Linked DNA regions of Triticum aestivum: region 1 is linked to region 2. Evidence: chromatin contacts called from public Hi-C data. All regions are on one chromosome and are shown on one strand. Each heading gives the region's core, a stretch centred on a gene start, on an enhancer-like site or on the middle of the called end of the contact. The rest is flanking DNA. Distances are from core to core; before and after follow the strand shown.

Region 1 (5,074 bases), core at 1,650-4,149, 85 kb after region 2:
CAGTTGGGCCAGGCCCAGTTACATGTGCAATCTACCAAACATTCAGTTTATTGCACGAAGGATGCTAGCCAGATGCGAGTTGGGCAACCAAACATGCCCTAAGAGCATAGCCGCGCCCCAGAAAGGTCTCCCCAAGCGATTTTTTCGCGCCGGCGCTGAAAAAACGGCCCAGACGCGTCCCAGAAGCCCGATTTTCGCCGGCATGGGCCGAAATCAGCGTCGGCGAATCCAGACCAAACCCGGCGCGCTGGGGGGCGCCCGGGGGCGCCGGGGCAAGTGGTTTTGACGCGAAAAAACCGCGGGCCAGCTGCGTCAGCGACATCGCGCCTCGTCTTCCCCCAACGCCTCGGTTCTCGCGGGGAATCAATGGCAAGGCTGCCGCCGCCGGTCAGCCTTGTCATTCATTCCTCAAGGGCGGCGCGTTACGGGACGGCGCGCCGACACCTTCCCTCCCTCACACGCGTACACATGGGCGCGGCGCGGCTATATAAACCGGTGTCCTCGCTCGCCTGTGGCCACACCAGCCCAGCCCTCGCCGCCGAGCTATACCTCTCCCGAGCGTCGCCGCCGAGCCTTCCCCTCTCCCGAGCGCCGCCGCCCAGCCCCTCCCCTCTCCCTCCCCTCCCCGATGGCCGAGCGTTTCCCCGGAGACGAGGCGGCGGCCAACGGATTCGGCCGCCGCACGCTCCGCGAACAGGAGTCCTGACTCCTATTCCAGGCGAACATCCCGGCGCCGCCGGACATGCGCGTCGGGCCGACGGGCTGGAGGCTCAGCAACGGGGGAGTGCCCATTCCCCTGTTGCCCGACGCCGTGGCCAAACCCGCCTACTTCACCGAGGAGAACGACGTCGTGCGCGCCTCCCTCACCGACGCCCAACTCTCCCTCCCCCAGTACGCCGCCGACAACCATGCGACTTGGGCGGCGTACTTCGAGCGCCGTCAGCAGCAGCGGATGCCGTCCACCAACGGCGCGGCGGTGGTCGGCGGCCTGAAGAACAGCGAGGGGCGCCACCTGTGGTGGGGCGTCCCCGGCCGCGCACTCGAGGGCGTGCTGACGCACCTCGAGGGCGGCAACGACCCGCCGTTGGCGTACCCCCCGGCGAGGGCGGCCGCCTAGGCGCACCACCGACGCGACGGGCCATGGGCGTCAAGGAGGTTCGGCTCCTCCTCTTCTTCCTCCTCATCGCGCTCTTCCTCGCACTCCTCCGACACTCCGGCGCTGCTCGGCGTTAAGGCCGAGCCCGCGGCGGAGTCGCCGCTCGGCCGGCACACTCGCAGTGCCGGCATCATCATCAACGAGGGCGGCCGGCGCGCCTCCCCGTCGGCTCCTCCTCCGCGCTTTGTCAAGCCAAAGACGGAGCCGGGGCTCGCGTCGGTGAAGGCAGAGCCGGAGCTCACCGCCGTGAAGACGGAGCACGGCGAGGTCGAGCGCGACGACGACGCGGCCCTTGAATGGGCACGCCAGGACTCCCTCAAGATGGCAATGGAGCGCCAGTGCGCCGCCCTGCAGCGCTTCGCGGAGCGCCGCCGGGGCCGCGACGAAGGAGGAGTCATCGTCATCGACGACGGCGACGACGACGGCGCGCCGCCACCGCCAGTCCGTCTTGGCGACGCCGGGTCCAGCAGGGGCGCCCGCGTCAAGGAGGAGAAGGCCGACGACGAGGATGGCGGCGACGACGGCGACTACTCGGTATTCAGCCAGTTTCTTTTAGATTAGTTTATTATATATTTACTATGTAATGAAAATCGGCGAACTTTGTCCAAATATATGCCAAGTTGATCAAAATTTGTCGTGTTTAGCCGAACTTTGCTGAACTGTGCCAAAATTTACTATATTTTTTATTTTTTAAACGCGCCCGAGGGCAACCTTGAGGCCGGCGGCTGGAAACCAACTCACCCCAGACCCATTTTTTACGCCGGCTCACCCCCAAACGACGATTTTAAGCGCCTTCTGGGAAAGCAATGGCTGAAGAGGCTCTAAGTTGCGTTGCGCTCCGCTGCGCGGTTTTAGACCGGAGCAATCCTTCATCCGTCCAAGTAATCACGGGCTACGTACACGTAGCCTCAAACGGATCGAATTGGTTGACTCCGGGCGGCTGCTCGGGAATTCTACGTGCCACGCGGTGCGCTGGCTAGCTAGCCGCCGGCGCAAAAGGCACAAATTTAACCTTAAAACAAAAGTATTTCATAAACTAAACTGTTTTTAAAAATATTTCACATCGCCCATCTTTTTGTATAACTCCCGACATCTAGGCACTGAACTCTATTGTGCAGCGTCCGACAGAATACAGCGTCCGACAGCTACACAGTAGAGTGCAGCACCTTGCTATCAGGCGCTGCACATTAGAGATCAGCTGGGTGAGAGTCAAATTTATGCCTTTTGCCGCTAGCCGGAGGTCCTCTACATGCTCCGTCCATCTCGCGGTGTCGATCTCGCAGTGGTCTGGTGTACACCTGTCGTTGTTGCCGGAGCGCCGGCTTTAGCTTTGCGTGGACGCCCGTGGTGCCAGCGCTTGGCCGCGGCCACCGGCCCTCCCCGGTGTCCCGATCCAGTGCGACCGCGGTGTCGAGGGAATACAGTTTGTATCGAATGCCTTGACTAATTCCCCTGAGGAATTGGTATAGAAAAAAATAAAAAAAATCCTATGAAACCTGTTGGAGAAAAGGTGTAGCCGCGGGCGTACCAGTCTGCACGCGCGGGCATTCTTTATTCTCAACCTCGTTGGGTTGAATTCAACGAGCAATCTTGAAACGCTGCTGACTCGATGGCACGCACATGCGCCGCGTCGTCCTGCAGCCAAACCAGACTGCCAAAACGCATTGTTTATTCACTGCAAAGTTTGCTTAAATAAAACCATCATTATTAAAAGATGCAGAGCATCGTCCATGGTCCATGGATGGCTAACCAATTAATTAAGCAGCCTTTACGAACGTTGGTTGTCTATATATATGACTATATCATCACGGGATTGATTGGACTGGATTCGCTGACTTCCGCGGACGCCGCGCTGTGCATCCGAGAGCGACTTGGCGTCGATGTCGTGGTGCCATGCCAGCTCGCCGGTGCCGCCGTCCACCGCATGTGATGATCGCGATGGACACGAGCCAGAGGAGCACGTCCGGGAGCAGAGGGCGCCGTGCCATTCCTCCCGTTCTCGGTCGGTACATGGCGGCGAGCTAGCTCGAGAGTCGTGATGCACGTCGTGTGTCCGCGACCCTCTTCCTTTACACTGCTTGCAGATTTTTTTTTTCTTTGGAAAACATAGCAAAAAAAGAGATGATAGAGATTTTTCTCGTCGAAAAGAGCAAACAGATGATGGGCTCCAGGGAGGGCTAAAGAAAACATTATTTCTACGTCACAAAAGAATCGAATTTTTTTGCACATACACGAATGCATATGGGAAAAGGCTGGTGTTCAACCGACTGATCTTTTGTTTTACGTCCGCCACGATTAGGCCCGCACGCCATATCTCTCCTTCGTCCTTATCTCCGTGGAACAACGCGGTCACTAATGCGTTTCTGTAGCTACTCCCATTCCTGCAACTGGTCACCAGTTTCGGAAAGCAAACCGCAACAAATGCTATGTTGCAGACCATCCGCCGGTCCCTTTGCTTGACATGTGTCCACCCACGTCTTATCTCTTCGTCTTTCTCCCTCATCTTATCTCTTTCTCAACCTCTCTCTCCTGTATACAAGTGTCCTATCAATGGCATGCATCTAGCAGGTGAGGAGGATGGTGACGACGCAAGCTGGTCGGAGGTCTGTCGCTCGTCGAGGGCGGCGCGATGGGGGGAATGGCAGTGCCTCTCCTCTCTCACCGCCGTCCGGCGGGCGCAAGTCGGTGGCGACGTGATGGTGGGGATGGGCGGTGCCGCTCCCCTCACCATCGTCCGGCGGGTGCTCGTGACGAACGACAATGGTGTTTTTTTTTGCAACATTCAATTTGTTGCAAGAAAGATTTCTGCAACATTAGTCATGTTGCAAAACTCTCTTTCGTACCACCATATAAAGGTGAAGGCAAAGAAAAAAAATTTACAACATCACCTCAGTTGCAAAGTTTTTCTGCAACAATACCTCTGTTGCAAAAAATCAAGACAGAAAAATAAATTCCGCAACACGACCTATGTTGCAAAAAAATAATACCCACAACACAACCTATGTTGCAGAAAAAATCCACAAGATAATCTGCAAGTGTTTCTGCAACAAGGTCTCTGTTGCGAAGTAGAGAAAGACGTGCATCCACTCGATTTATCAAATCCGATGGCTCGCGCGGTGACGGATCTTTTAAAAAGATCCGCCGGCCGACGCCTAGCAGCCCCATGCATATGTAGCACATCCAGGGAATTTTTTATAACAGTATACTTCCATATGCGGCGTACACAAAAAAAACAAAAACATGAAAATGCGCCATTTTTTGTTGTTGGGCCGGGATCTTGTTTTTGTAGCCTGCAAATCATAATATTTTTTGGATGAAAGTTTACAGATCCGTCGCGAATATGTATAAGTTGTTACATGTTTTTTTTTGTTTTTTAAACTTGAGAATATCATTTTTGGATCATTTGTAATACAGTCCTTTGATATCCCCATCCATAAAACTTCGCACTCCCTTTTTCGTGTGTTATAACTGTGACATTTCTCCTCTCTGATATGCACTCATGTTTGTAGAGTGTAATCCTCTTCTGTTATTGGGCTGGGCAGCAACTGTGAACTAAGCATAGCTTAGAGCACCTACGGTTGAGCTTCTCAAATGCGCCATATATGTTCGGGCGGACGGTTCAATGGGTGACAGGTCACAAAATCATGAGCCAGCCATCCCCCTCAAACCAGCCCTATTCGTCTTTTCGTACTTTTTATTTTTTTAATACATTTTATTTTTGTTTTTTCTTTATTTTTTTTTACTTTTTAATACTATATATAGTGATGCTATTCATTACCAGGATGCAGAATAAGTTATTCTTCATCTGAGGTAATCTTACGATCACTTCATAATTAAGTTACATTTGAAATTCAAATAGTTACATTCCTATTTACTCACTATGTAAAATTTGGTATAAGAAAATAAAAATATAGATCA
Region 2 (4,476 bases), core at 314-2,813:
AAGCATTTCAAGAAAGATGATCGATGAAATTCAGTGTTGCATTGTGCCAAAATGTGCGGTGTTCCAAATGGCACGGCAATGTACATACCTTGTAAACTGAACCGTAGCCGCCCTGGCCGAGCTTGTTGATCTGATTGAAGTCATCGGTCGCCTTGCGCAGCTCCTCGTACCGGAAGCCGAGCTGCGACGACATGATGGTGCGGATGATCTCGCCTGAGCCGTCCATGTCTACACAGTGTCAGAAACTCTCGTCAGATTATCATAGTATTAGTGCAGCATCAGATATTCAGATGCACTATGTGGTTGCAATTTTACAGTTTTGCATACCGTCGTGGAGGTCGTCTCTCCTGGGCCTCATTCGTGTCCAGATGAATACTATGCCGACGACCGCCATGGCGGAGAGGATGGAGGCGAAGACGATGATGATTATGTGCCGGTCTGCCATGGATAATTAATTCGGAAGAAGAAGAAAAAAGATGTCATTTTCATGGCGTTTCATACGGATATTTTTTTGTTGCTGTTTTCAGGCTCTGAAACCTGAAATATCGGTACGTGAATGCGCCGTTGCTGTCAGCAAAATTCAGACACGACACGGCACGACACTTGGACCAAGAACGGAATTACGACCGAGAATGTGTGTGCTGTACTCACTGGATGATCCGCCGCCGCCGCCGGCTTTCGCCGGCAGGTAGAAGGGCTGCGTGGAGTACCTGACGACGCAGCCGGCGTTGAGCCCGTACCCCTCGGCGGCGCCGGGAAGGCACTGCCGCACCACCCGGTCGCGCGCGCTGGCCGTGCATGCCGCGCACGCGGTGGCGTTCAGCGACCTCCAGCACTGCGCCGCCGCGTACACCCGCGCGCCGGTCGGCATCGCGGACGCCGACGCCGACCCGGCGTAGTAGTACCCCCTCGCACCCGGCGCGGTCGCCGTGACGTTGCGCACCAGCGCGGCGGCCGCGGCCGCGAACGCCGGGGTCGCCGGCGCGGTGTCGTTGGAGCACAGGAACGTGTCGCTGGCGTCGGTGGCGGCGGCGGTGAAGTCGCCGGCGCCGTAGCGGAGGAAGCAGCCGTCGACGTAGATGCGGCCGCCGTCGGCCGGGAGGCAGTGGGGCAGCTTCACGCGGCTCTGCGCGTAGCAGAGCTGGCAGTCGGTCGGGGAGAGGTAGGCGAGGCACTGGCCGAGCCCGAAGACGGAGAAGTTGCCGCCGGAGCCGGAGGAGGCGGCGCCGAAGCCGGAGCGCGTCACGTTCTGGTAGATGAGCTCCAGGGTGTTGACGAAGCTCACGTCGAAGGACTCCGGGTCGGCCGCCTGCCTGGACCCGCACACCGTGTCCAGGATCGCCGGCGCCGCGACCGCGTCCGCGCCCGCGGCGGCGACGGCGACGGCCCCGGCGAGGACGAGGCACCGGAGCACGCCCGCCGCGGCCGGGGGAAGAGAGTGGCGGCCGCGGGGTCTTCCCGGACGTGGCTGCATGGCGGCGTGCTCGCGCACCTGCAGGCGTGCCAGCGCGTGCGTGCGTGCGTGCGCGCGGGTGGACGATTGTTTTGCCTCTGGGCGCGGCGGGTCTCCGGGTTTTGTACGGTGGCACGTTGAGGTGTGTCGTTTCTTTCGTTCATTCAGGTCTGAACTGCTTCAAGTGGCCGGCCGGCTGCTATGGCTTCTGTGCACTGATGTGGCAGGTAGGTGGGACAGTTGAGGGCGTACTACGTGCCACATCATTCGGCACCAAAGAAATTAAGCAAGCAGTAACAAAAACAAATCCCGTGATCCACTCACGTAGTTGAGATCCAACTATCCCCGAATTGGCTCCATTTTCTTTCTCAGAATCTACTAACCTGTCACAGCCATCTGATAGAACACGAAATCTTTTTTTCTTCTTCTTTTTTTTTTGCCGGAAAGATAGAACACGAAATCTGATGTAATACTACAAAAAAGATGAGAACATCATCAATGGATGGTACACGGTCTGTACAAAAGGGCACTAGTAGAAAAAACCCCATTTGTCCCGGTTGATAAGGGTCTTTTGTCCCGGTTCACAAACCGAGACTAAAGGGTCGTTACTAATGCCCTAACCCTTTAGTCCCTGTGAACCGGGACTAAATGGTCGTTACTAATGCCTTAACCTTTTAGTCCCGGTTCTTACACGAACCGAGACAGATGGGCCTCCACGTGGCCGGTGCGCCGAGCCCAGGCAGGAGGGCCTTTGAACGAGGTAGTGGGATACCGACGATCGAATCTCGGGCAAGTAACGTACCGATTGACAAAGGGATTGAATACGGAATTGATTGAATCCTTGACATCGTGGTTCATCCGATGAGATCATCGTGGAACATGTGGGAGCCAACATGGGTATCCAGATCCCGCTGTTGGTTATTGACCGGAGAGTCATCTCGGTCATGTCTGCATGTCTCCCGAACCCGTAGGGTCTACACACTTAAGGTTCGGTGACGCTAGGGTTGTAGAGATATTAGTATGCGGTAACCCGAAAGTTGTTCGGAGTCCCGGATGAGATCCCGGACATCACGAGGAGTTCCGGAATGGTCCGAAGGTGAAGATTTATATATAGGAAGTCCAGTTTCGGCCATCGGGAAAGTTTCGGGGGCAATCAGTATTGTACCGGGACCACCGAAAGGGTCCCGGGGGTCCACCGGGTGGGGCCACCTATCCCGGAGGGCCCCATGGGCTGAAGTGGGAGGGGAACCAGCCCCTGGTGGGCTGGTGCGCCCCCCATGGGCCTCCCCCTGCGCCTAGGGTTGGAAACCCTAGGGGTGGGGGGCGCCCCACCTGACTTGGGGGGCAAGTTTCCCCCCTTGGCCGCCGCCCTCCCTTGGAGATTGGATCTCCTAGGGATGGCCCCCCTAGGGGTCCTATATATAGTGGGGGGAGGGAGGGCAGCCGCACCCAAGCCCTTGGCGCCTCCCTCTCCCCTCGTAACACCTCTCTCTCTCTCTCTCTCTCTCTCTCTCTCTCTCTCTCTCTCTCTCTCTCTCTCGTTGGAGCTTGGCGAAGCCCTGCTGAGATCACCGCTGCTTCCACCACCACGCCATCGTGCTGCTGGATCTCCATCAACCTCTCCTTCCCCTTGCTGGATCAAGAAGGAGGAGACGTCTTCCCAACCGTACGTGTGTTGAACGCGGAGGTGCCGTCCGTTCGGCACTTGGTCATTTGTGATTTGGATCACGACGAGTACGACTCCATCAACCCCGTTCTCTCGAACACTTCCGCTCACGATCTACAAGGGTATGTAGATGCACTCCCCTTTTCCCTCGTTGCTAGATGACTCCATAGATTAATCTTGGTGATGCGTAGAAAATTTTAAAATTCTGCTACGTTCCCCAACAGTGGCATCATGAGCTAGGTCTATGCGTAGTTTCTATGCACGAGTAGAACACAAGTTGTTATGGGCGTTGATTTTATCAATTTACTTGCCGTTACTAGTCTTATCCTGATTCGGCAGCATCGTGGGATGAAGCGGCCCGGACCGACCTTACACGTACGCTTACGTGAGACTGGTTCCACCGACTAACATGCACTAGTTGCATAAGGTGGCTAGCGGGTGTCTGTCTCTCCCACTTTAGTAGGATCGGATTCGATGAAAAGGGTCCTTATGAAGGGTAAACAGAAATTGGCATATCACGTTGTGTTTTTGGCGTAGGTAAAAAACGTTCTTGCTAGAAACCTATAGCAGTCATGTAAAAAAACTTGTAACAACAATTATAGGACGTCTAACTTGTTTTTGCAGCATGTGCCATGTGATGTGATATGGCCAAAAGGATGTGATGAATGATATATGTGATGTATGAGATTGATCATGTTCTTGTAATAGGAATCACGACTTGCATGTCGATGAGTATGACAACCGGCAGGAGCCATAGGAGTTGTCTTAATTTATTCATGACCTGCGTGTCAACATAAACGTCATGTAATTACTTTACTTTATTGCTAAACCGTTAGCTATAGTAGTAGAAGTAATAGATGACGAGACAACTTCATAAAGACACGATGATGGAGATCATGATGATGGAGATCATGGTGTCATGCCGGTGACGATGATGATCATGGCGCCCCGAAGATGGAGATCAAAAGGAGCAAATGATATTGACCATATCATGTCACTATTTGAGTGCATGTGATGTTTATCATGTTTTACATCTTATTTGCTTAGAACGACGGTAGCTTAAATAAGATGATCCCTCACATAATTTCAAGAAAGTGTTCCCCCTAACTGTGCACCGTTGCGAAGGTTCGTTGTTTCGAAGCACCACGTGATGATCGGGTGTGATAGATTCTAACGTTCGAATACAACGGGTGTAAGCCATATTTACACACGCAATACACTTAGGTCGACTTGACGAGCCTAGCATGTACAGACATGGCCTCGGAACACGGAAGACCGAAAGGTTGAACATGAGTCGTATAGAAGATACGATCAACATGAAGATGTTCACCGATGATGACTAGTCCGTCTCACGTGA

The links. Hi-C and Micro-C count contacts between places; a contact is called where the count stands out from the background.
Region 1: a contact with region 2 is called in a Hi-C map of leaf, with 7 times the contacts expected there. The contact joins the enhancer-like site here to the promoter of LOC123092563 in region 2. A contact is called at or near these places in 4 of 5 Hi-C or Micro-C datasets (leaf, root and an unstated tissue) and 1 of 1 datasets of contacts at active chromatin or transcription factors (leaf).

The regions. Positions count from the first base shown.
Region 1 is chr1A:59,790,497-59,795,570 of IWGSC CS RefSeq v2.1, forward strand. No RefSeq gene overlaps it. Among protein-coding and RNA genes, the nearest start is that of LOC123189819, 10 kb to the right of the region's middle. Within about 2 kb of position 2,900, at least 2 of the 8 cell types and tissues checked have an H3K27ac peak or open chromatin away from gene starts, as enhancers often do. A contact at or near this core is called in leaf and root, where this site is marked.
Region 2 is chr1A:59,706,737-59,711,212 of IWGSC CS RefSeq v2.1, forward strand. LOC123092563 (cysteine-rich receptor-like protein kinase 2) reads right to left here and starts at 1,564. Exons shown (of 7, transcript XM_044514391.1): 1 at 652-1,564; 2 at 328-438; 3 at 89-228. The coding sequence starts at 1,474.